2 separate regions of the Gossypium hirsutum genome follow, and region 1 is linked to region 2. The links are chromatin contacts, called in public Hi-C maps. All regions are on one chromosome and are shown on one strand. Each heading gives the region's core, a stretch centred on a gene start, on an enhancer-like site or on the middle of the called end of the contact. The rest is flanking DNA. Distances are from core to core; before and after follow the strand shown. Region 1 has its middle 9.0 kb from the start of LOC121230244. Region 2 holds the start of LOC107962985 (splicing factor 3B subunit 2).

Evidence for each region. Hi-C and Micro-C count contacts between places; a contact is called where the count stands out from the background.
Region 1: a Hi-C map of callus shows a contact between it and region 2, with 2.6 times the contacts expected there. The contact joins the enhancer-like site here to the promoter of LOC107962985 in region 2. A contact is called at or near these places in 15 of 34 Hi-C or Micro-C datasets (anther, callus, hypocotyl and 3 more).

What each region holds. Positions count from the first base shown.
Region 1 is chrA06:90,628,785-90,633,290 of Gossypium_hirsutum_v2.1, forward strand. No RefSeq gene overlaps it. Among protein-coding and RNA genes, the nearest start is that of LOC121230244, 9.0 kb to the right of the region's middle. Within about 2 kb of position 2,332, at least 4 of the 9 cell types and tissues checked have an H3K27ac peak or open chromatin away from gene starts, as enhancers often do.
Region 2 is chrA06:90,498,749-90,503,041 of Gossypium_hirsutum_v2.1, forward strand. It overlaps LOC107962985 (splicing factor 3B subunit 2), which reads right to left and starts at 1,783. Exons shown (of 18, transcript XM_016899590.2): 1 at 1,403-1,783; 2 at 968-1,087; 3 at 751-879; 4 at 584-646; 5 at 167-274. The coding sequence starts at 1,675.

The sequences.
Region 1 (4,506 bases), core at 1,082-3,581, 130 kb after region 2:
TTTCAAATAGGTTCACACCTCCTTCTAGTTATTTGAGGAGAGATCACATGAAAATCTAAGACCCCAGGCCACATCAGTTGCCTGTGTGGGTAGTATCCACAATTTGAATAAACCATTATGTGAGCATTGCGGTAAAAAGGGATAAATCTCAAAACTATACATAAACTATGGTTTAATGTGCAATTGTATACATGAACTTTGATTTTGTGCAATTTTATACATGAAATTTTGATTTGATCCAATTCTTGTAAATTATTAACGCAATTATTGATATAAAATCATTTTATATTTATATTTCATACTTAAATAATTATATTTATCCAATATAACAATAAATTGATGTATTTATTTTTTTAAATATGTATGATTAAGTAAAATTTAAAGTTTCAAGTATACATTTGAACCTCAATTAGAGTTTCATGTTTATAATTGCACCGAATTAAAGTTCATGTATACAATTGCACAATAAATCAAAGTTCATGTATAATTTTGAGATTGATCCCCGGTAAAAACCATTTTGGTGAATATCGATTGAAGAGTGGAGTTTTTTTTTCATGTGGATTGGCAAAGCATTTTTGAAGGATTGTTCGCATAAAATTAAAATTAGCTCCGAGCATATCACTAAATCATCAACCACATTGCAGAGAGGTAGAAAACAGAGATCCGAAGATAATGCAGGAATTAGCTGCAGCATTGCACGCGAGGTGACTGCGAAGTCTGAAAGTTGAGCACTGGCCAGAGCATATGTGATCTAGGCCAGAGAAGAAGTCGTTTATCTTAATGTGATTGCTTGTACTTTTCCTCTTTTTGATGTTACTGTTTATGCTTTAATCGATCTTGGATCAAAGCATTCGTATATATGCACTGCATTAGTAACTGAGAAAAATATGATAGTAGAATTGACTAAGTTTGATGTTAAAGTATTGAACCCTTTAAGACAATGTGTAGTAGTTAACAAGATATGTAGGAAGTGTCTATTGAAATGGCGAGGTTATGAGTTTCCTATGGACTTAATGTTATTTATGTTTGATGAGGTTGATGCCATCCTCGGAATGGTTTGGTTGAACATACATGATTCCATTGTTAACTGCAAACAAAATTAGATTGTGGTAAAATGTCAAAACGACAAATTAGTCCATGTTGAAATTGATCGGGCGAGTTGTGTTACCAATATTATAATACCTTTGACAACTCAAAAGCTGGTCAGAAAAAGATGCGAAGCATATTTAGTTTATGTATTAGATACAAGGATGACAGAATCGAAAATTGAACAAGTTTCGATTGTGAGAGAATTTAAAAATATATTTCCAAAAGAATTACTAGGATTACCGTCGGAAAGTGAACTAGAAATTATAATTGAATAAATTAAAATTCAAAAACTCCAAAAATTTTCACATTTGAAAATTCATTTTTATTGTAAGAACAAAAACATTTATTCACTCAAGTTAGAAAATGATATGTTAAGAATAATTAAGGAGATCACATTTCTATAATTTCGGGGACCATCTCATTAAATTTTCTAATAAAAAATGTTGCCTTACTTTGAAACAATTGAAAACCTTTGGCAAACATGCATGTGTTATAAGAAATATGAAGACATATGGATGTAGCATTTATATTAATATATTACTACATAATGCATATAAAATATCTAGGATAATATATTCATTGATATACATATTAAGATAAGAATCATGTCAGAAGTAATAATACACATGCTAAAAGAGGGGCATAACATGAACATGAATAACAATAAATATTAAATTAAGAAGATAATTAAATAGGGGCTTAAAAGAAAGTGAAGTTAAAACAACAAAGATCAAAGACAAAATTTTACCATGCCTTGGATGGAATAGTCCACTACGCAAAGTGTACAGTCATATTAATTAAGAGTGAGTAAAATTTGATTTGATTCGAAAAAATTAAAAAAATTCAAATTTAAAAATTTTTGAATCGAATTAATAGAATCAACTCAATTTTTTTTATTGAATTTTAAGTTCGAATCGAGTTAAATTTTTAAATTCAAATAATCAAATAAACCGAATATTAATTTTTTATTATTTTAAAATTTAAATTTATGTTATACCAGCCCAAACCCTTTTACCCCATTTTGCCCCCAAAGCTCGTCTACCCCCAACCGACCGGCCCCGCCCCGCCATTTTCTCAATTTCCTCAAATCAAACCCTCAAATTCATTCTTCTTCAAAAATCCCTAAATTAAATCCTCCATTCTTCTTCTTCAAAAATCTCTAAATTAAACCCTCCATTTTTCTTTTTCTTCGTCAGTTCATTCAACCCCACCAATCAAAATCCTTACCTCCTAGGTAGGCAAATTCTTCACCATCTCCGGTCTCCGGTCGCTCCAAAATTGGTGTTCCTTCTGGCCGGCGCCACTTTGTCCTGTTCAGTCATGACCTCGACTTTTCTGCATCTCCCAAGTTTGTCCCGAAATACTGAGTAATATATATATATGTATGTATATATATATAAAGATAGTCAAATCAATCGAAAAAAAAATATTACTGTTGCTGCATATTTTGGATTATGAATTAATTTTTTTCGAATATAAAAAGATAACTATTGCTGTTGCATATGTGAATGTGGGATTAAATTAATCGAAAAAATATTAGTGTTGCTGTATATTTTGGGTTATGAGGTTTTTTTTTAAATTTACTATTTAAAACAAAATTAATAAAAATATATCTTAAAAGAAAACATAGCACTTCGATTCTATTGTTATATTGAAAGAGGGAAATGATTTACGTAGTTGGCGTTTGAATTGAATGGAACTGGAAAAACAGAACAGCACTTCGATGGAAAGTTCTCATTTGACTTTCTTCCTAGGAACCGAACGGAACAGAACAATAAGACATGCAATGTTTTATTTGTTTGTTTGATTGATAGAGATATGCAATGTTTCCAGCAACACGTTGATTCAACTCGGCTACTCAACCTTGTCATTTTTTTAATTCAACTTAAATAAATATATTCGACTCGAGTTAGGATAATAAAATATGATTTGAAAATTCGATTAACTTAAAATTTTATTATTCAATTCGATCAAACGTTCATCCCTAATTTTAATTTTAAGGTGTTTGTAAATTCCCATCCTTTAATATTCTTTTAAATGTTACTAAACTTTAGTTATAGCATGTAAAAAAAGATTAGCTATAATATAGTAAGCTATCTTTGTTTTGGTCACTTAGTTATTCTGATTAGTTATTTTGGTTAGATAAACTACAACGGTTAATTACTTTATCATTAAAATATTTTTGGTCATCAAATGAAAGTTAATATAATAATAAATTTAACCCTCAATGTTTATATATTTTGTTAATTCGGTTATAATTTTAAAAAATTAATAAATTTAAACTTAATAAATTTATACATTCGGTCAATTTGATCATGATTATAAAAATTCAAAAAAACTAAAAAAAATTGAAATGTGTAAAAAATATATATAAAAATTCAAAATATATTAAATTTTAAAAAAATAAAAATATTGTTTATATAATATTACAAAATTATAGCTTTTTCAAAAAAATGACTAGTAATTGACAATTTTTTATAAATATTGATGGTTAAATTTGTTGACTTTTTTTAAAATCATGACTAAATTAAGAAAATATAAAAATATTAAGAGTTAATTTAATGTTATTCTAGCATTCTATTTGGTGACAGAAGGTATTTTAATACTACAAATTACATTTGATCTATCGAGAATAACGGAAACAAAAATGTCCCAAACCTTTTATGACTATTTGAGGAATTTATCCTTAAACTTTCAATAAGAAGTTTTTTTTTTTTTTTGAAAACTTCATTCCTCTCTTTCATAAAAGAACAAAAAAAACTAGGTGTTCTCCCTTTTATGAACGGAGATCATCATCGTTTCAACTGTCGTTGTTGGTTTTAGAGCCTCGATTCAAACCCACCAAAAAATAGCTCTCTTGATTATTCTTCCCTTTGATATGAATCTTCCTTAAAGAACTCAAGAAACTATGAAAACTTGGAATTAGGCTTTAACTTTTCTTGGTCGGAGACTGTGAAGATGTTGAGCTGCTGAGGGATAGTGGCTTGATGTCGTAAAAAAAGCAGTGATGGTGGAGACTGTGATTGACATTTTTCGAGTTGTTTGCCTAGAATTAGAAAGGCTGTTAGTTTTTATTTCATCCTTTCATATAACATTGAAGATAAATTTTATATATTTATTTGTTAATTCATTTTAGTGGAAACATTACTGTAAATTTTATTAAACATTTTCAAGATTTACAAAATACTCAAAAATATGTTTTATACTGTTTTGTACTATATCAAATGTTTTTAAGTTAACCATAAGTTATTTTAATGGTTTCAAAGCAATTGAGGGTCTAAGTGTGGATATCTAGATTTTTAAGTATCAAAACATAGTAAGATAATAGCCAAAGAACAAAACAAGAACACAAGGCATCAATACTTGATCTTGAAGTATTGATACTTACCTACCGAGGCCATTTTAACTAACTCTAAC
Region 2 (4,293 bases), core at 533-3,032:
GTCTCAGCTGTTCCCCTGCAAGAAGCACATATATGCATATAAGAGAAGCCTTATCGACTTGATCTTCCCTCACCGTCTTCCTATATCACTCACTAAAGATTATGCCTATGAACCATGAACACATATTTGACCCATATTAATCGTCATGGATGCAAGAATTACTAACCTGCAAATATTTCCTTTTCTGAGACCAGTGCCTTGGCACAGGAACAGTGTTTCGATATGCCTTCAAAAACACCAGCAACTTGGGATCAGCAGCAGTTGCATCCCAAACCTGACAAAATAATCATATCTATTATGAGCTATTGAGTTATAAAAACAGAAGTGAACATTATTCTCCATTTGAGTCGCAATATTCCAACAGTATTTCATGAAAAAATTCATAACAAAAGATTAGAAAAATAAGATCCCTTAATAGCCATGGGAAAAAAACTTCATTTCAAAAAATAAAAATAAAAAATTCATAGCAAATGTGCTCTGATTCAACATTGGAATATAAATTTGTTTTAACACTGGTTTAAAAACAAACAAGAGAGGAACAAGAAAAGAAGCAAACATCAAATAAACAGTAAGAGAAACATACTTCTACAACATCAGGCCTTGAGCAAATCTGTTTTAACTCAGCAATTTTCATCCGCCTTTGCAGCTGTCAACAATATCAAAACAAGTATTTTCAGTTTCAGTCTCATCAAAATGAACTACATATAATAACACAAATAATCTCAGAAAATATAAGGAGAAACCAAAAACCTTCTTCTTCTTATTTGATAAGCCACCTTTCTCTTTCTGTTGATTATCCTGCTCCTCCTCTCCTGAATCAGAATCAGCCCCCTTCTTTGCATCAGCATCTTGGGGAGACTCGTCCTTCTTGTCAGTCTCCTGTACAAATAGAATTACAAGTTTCTTTAGAGAACTAACAAGGAAATTCGAAAATTAATTGATCATATAAAACTGAATTTCATTTCACCTCAGAACCAGCAGCTTCCCAGAAGCTGAATTTTTCAAAAACCTTCCTAAATTCCTCATCAATGCCATCATCTAACTCAGCTTTTTCAGGAACGTACTCTACCTGAACTTCTTCCATTACCTACAGTGTCAAACAAAAGAAAATGCTTAGTTTACTTATAAACAAATGCAACTTACATTATGTAAGATTAGAGTGAAATATGCTGAATTTAAGAAAACAACAATAACAAAATAGCCATAAGAAAATTTTCAAACTACAGTTAAACCCAAAATAAAAACTCAATTCTATTCCATCTAAAGAAAATCGAAAATTCTTAAGTCACTATAGAACTTGTATTATGCACAAAGACATGCAAAAACCAGACGAAACAATCGATTCACTAAAAACATAGAAACCTCAAAACAAAAAAGAAGGGAAGGAAAAATAGCTGGATACCTGCTGCTGATAGGAATTCTTCTTTTCATCTTCGGCAGCGTCGCTGTCACCGGCTTCGGAAACGGGACCGTCTGCGGCGTCATTTTCTTGGTGGGAGGTATTCTTACTCTTATTCTTCTTCTGCTTGCGCCTTCTACGACGTCGTTCGCTCTCGCGGGACTTCTTGGAGGCGGCGGAAGGGTTGGAGATGGGGTTAGGGTTAGAGTTAGACTTATTCAGATCTCCGTTGTAAACGACGGAGCCGTTCTGGTTGGGGAGTATCTCAGCGGTCATCTCTCTTTGTTTAATCCGAGGAATGGATTGGCAAGGGTTTTGATTTCGAGAGCGAGTGGGAAATGGGGAAGATGAAAGGGAGGCCTAAATATAGCGAGGGATACCCACGTGTGGATATAATCGCACGTGACAAAAGCTGGGCCTTTATATAGTTATGGTCGGACTTGAGAGAAGTTGGGCTTTGAAGTTGTCTATTTTATTCCGCCTAATTTTTAATGGACCTTTGTATTTACCGAAATATAAGTTCCAGATTTTCCTAGGCCCGGTTGGGCCGCTATTTAAAAAGAAAGAAATCAAACTCTTCAACAAACACTCCAATAATTTATATTTTATGAGTAATAGAGTTCAACTTTTTTATCACTTTATATCAACGGGAAATAGGAATTAAATTATAAATTTTTAATAAGTTAAAATATAATTTTATTATTTATTAATTTTTAATTTCATCATTTTTAAATGGATTGAACAAATTTTTTTTTAGACTAAAATGTAATTTTAACTATATATTAACTTAAATTTTCATTGTTCATAAAGGTACCATATTACATTATTTTCATTTTTGGGGACCAAATTCACTCTGCCTATTCCTTAAATCTGCCCTTAATTATAGATAGGTTTAAATGTAAACCATTGACATAATTTACTTTGTACTTTTGATGTAAGATGAGCTCCACTATAAATAAAAGCATTCTTTGAATCATTCATAACTTGAATTATCAATGCAATTGAAAAAATTTATTCAAAACTCTTGAATATTAACGCCACGAGGCTAGCTCAACTAAAGTCCAAGTTCATAACACAAGCACATTTCATTATCTATTAATTTTAATTTTTTATCTATAATATATATAAAGTAGAGTTTGGGAAACCTTATTTTTTTTCTCCAAATCATTTGTTTCTTTTTGTTTTTGCCTAGCGGCAGTGTTAGCCTCCGAGCTAGTTATCGCCCACCTTTTTCTCTTGCCCATCAACCCTCTTTTTCTTTCTCCTTTACATTCACTCCATGCGTCTTCTCTCTTTTCAGCTTGCAGTTCTATTTTGTGGGTATCTTTGTTGTCTTTACAAGTTGTGATGGATAGATAACAGTGCTTATAATAGTTGAAACACTATCGACCACCGACAATTTCTTTTAGAAAATGAGTAGCTCTTCGTTGACTTCTTAATCTGTTTCTATTTTGAGAATTTCAGAATGATAAATGATTTCATGAGTCGGTTTGGACTCGTGTTATCTTAAGTTTTTGTTTTTTTGTTTGTTTTTCCATTATTTAATAAGTTTTCACTTTTAGAAGTTTTTATCTATTCTTATAGAATGCTTTTTAGTCTTGCTTATGCATGTAGTCTTATTTTTGCGAGTAATTTTAGGGTTGGTTTTGTCACCGTCCCCTCTAGTTTGGTGGATGTTCAATTCTTTTGTTGATTTATGCCCGCCGCTTTGGACCATCTAAGGTTGATTTCCTTATTGTATTAAGTGTTTGCAATCACTCGTGATATGTTGTACTTGAGTTGTGATAGAACCGATTGTCAACGTGCCATAATGTTCTATTGATGTTGAAGCTGAAGTTTTTGTTGTGTTGATAGAGCTTGTCCTTTAGCACGTACAATAGGTGTTTGTTATTTTTTCCCTTGAATTGTATGGTCTTATTAATTGAATAAATTAATGAATTTCTCTTCAAAAAATTACAAATTTGGAAAAAATTTTGAATAGACAAAAATACCATTTATTTTATACTATATTAGAGAATTGACATTTAAAAATAATATTTGCATAAAATCATAATAATGAAATAAACTAAATTGACATTTAAATAATAATTATTTAGATAAAATCTTAATAATAATTTATTTATCAGGGATTAATATGAATAATTAAACAAGCACTTTAGGAAGTTAATGATTAATGTGTTGATTAACGTCCCTATTAAAAAACAATAATAATTTAAGAAGTAAAATAACGCCTAATTATTTTGATAAAATCATAATTAATGTGATAATTAACTTCTTGATTTTATCATAAAATTAAATTAAAAATAATTAATAATTAAAATATAATAATATCTAACAACACTTAATTCACTTAAGCAAGTTTATTCATTCGATAACTTCATGATTTTATCCTAAATAAAAAATAATTAAATTAATTAATTAGTAATTAAGCTACTCGAGCACAAATACCTTTTTAGATCAAATATGTCAATAATAAATTATAATTTAATTTTGGGTTAATGAGGGATATATATAAATTTTACAAAAAATTTAAAGTTTTAGGTCCGTATTTCAAATATTAGGAAAATAAATCCTTTTTGGAGATAGAAGGCAAAACTACCTCTTGTAAGGAGCGGTTTTATCCCAACTGAATCGTGTCTCCCATGGCACGTTTTTAAAAATCGTGACCCTAATCCTAAACTCGAGAATTTCGGGATAAAATTTTTGAAATCCAAGAATTCTTGGGATAAAATTTATCCATCTTATCTCATCTTTTCCGTGACAAATAATAATGTTATCTTTAAAAACTTTTTCAAATAGATGTTTTTTGTTAGAAACATTTTTTTGACATGTCATATCCAATCTTTTTCAATATTTTTAAATTATGTTTCATATTTGATGTTAGAGTTTCCTAT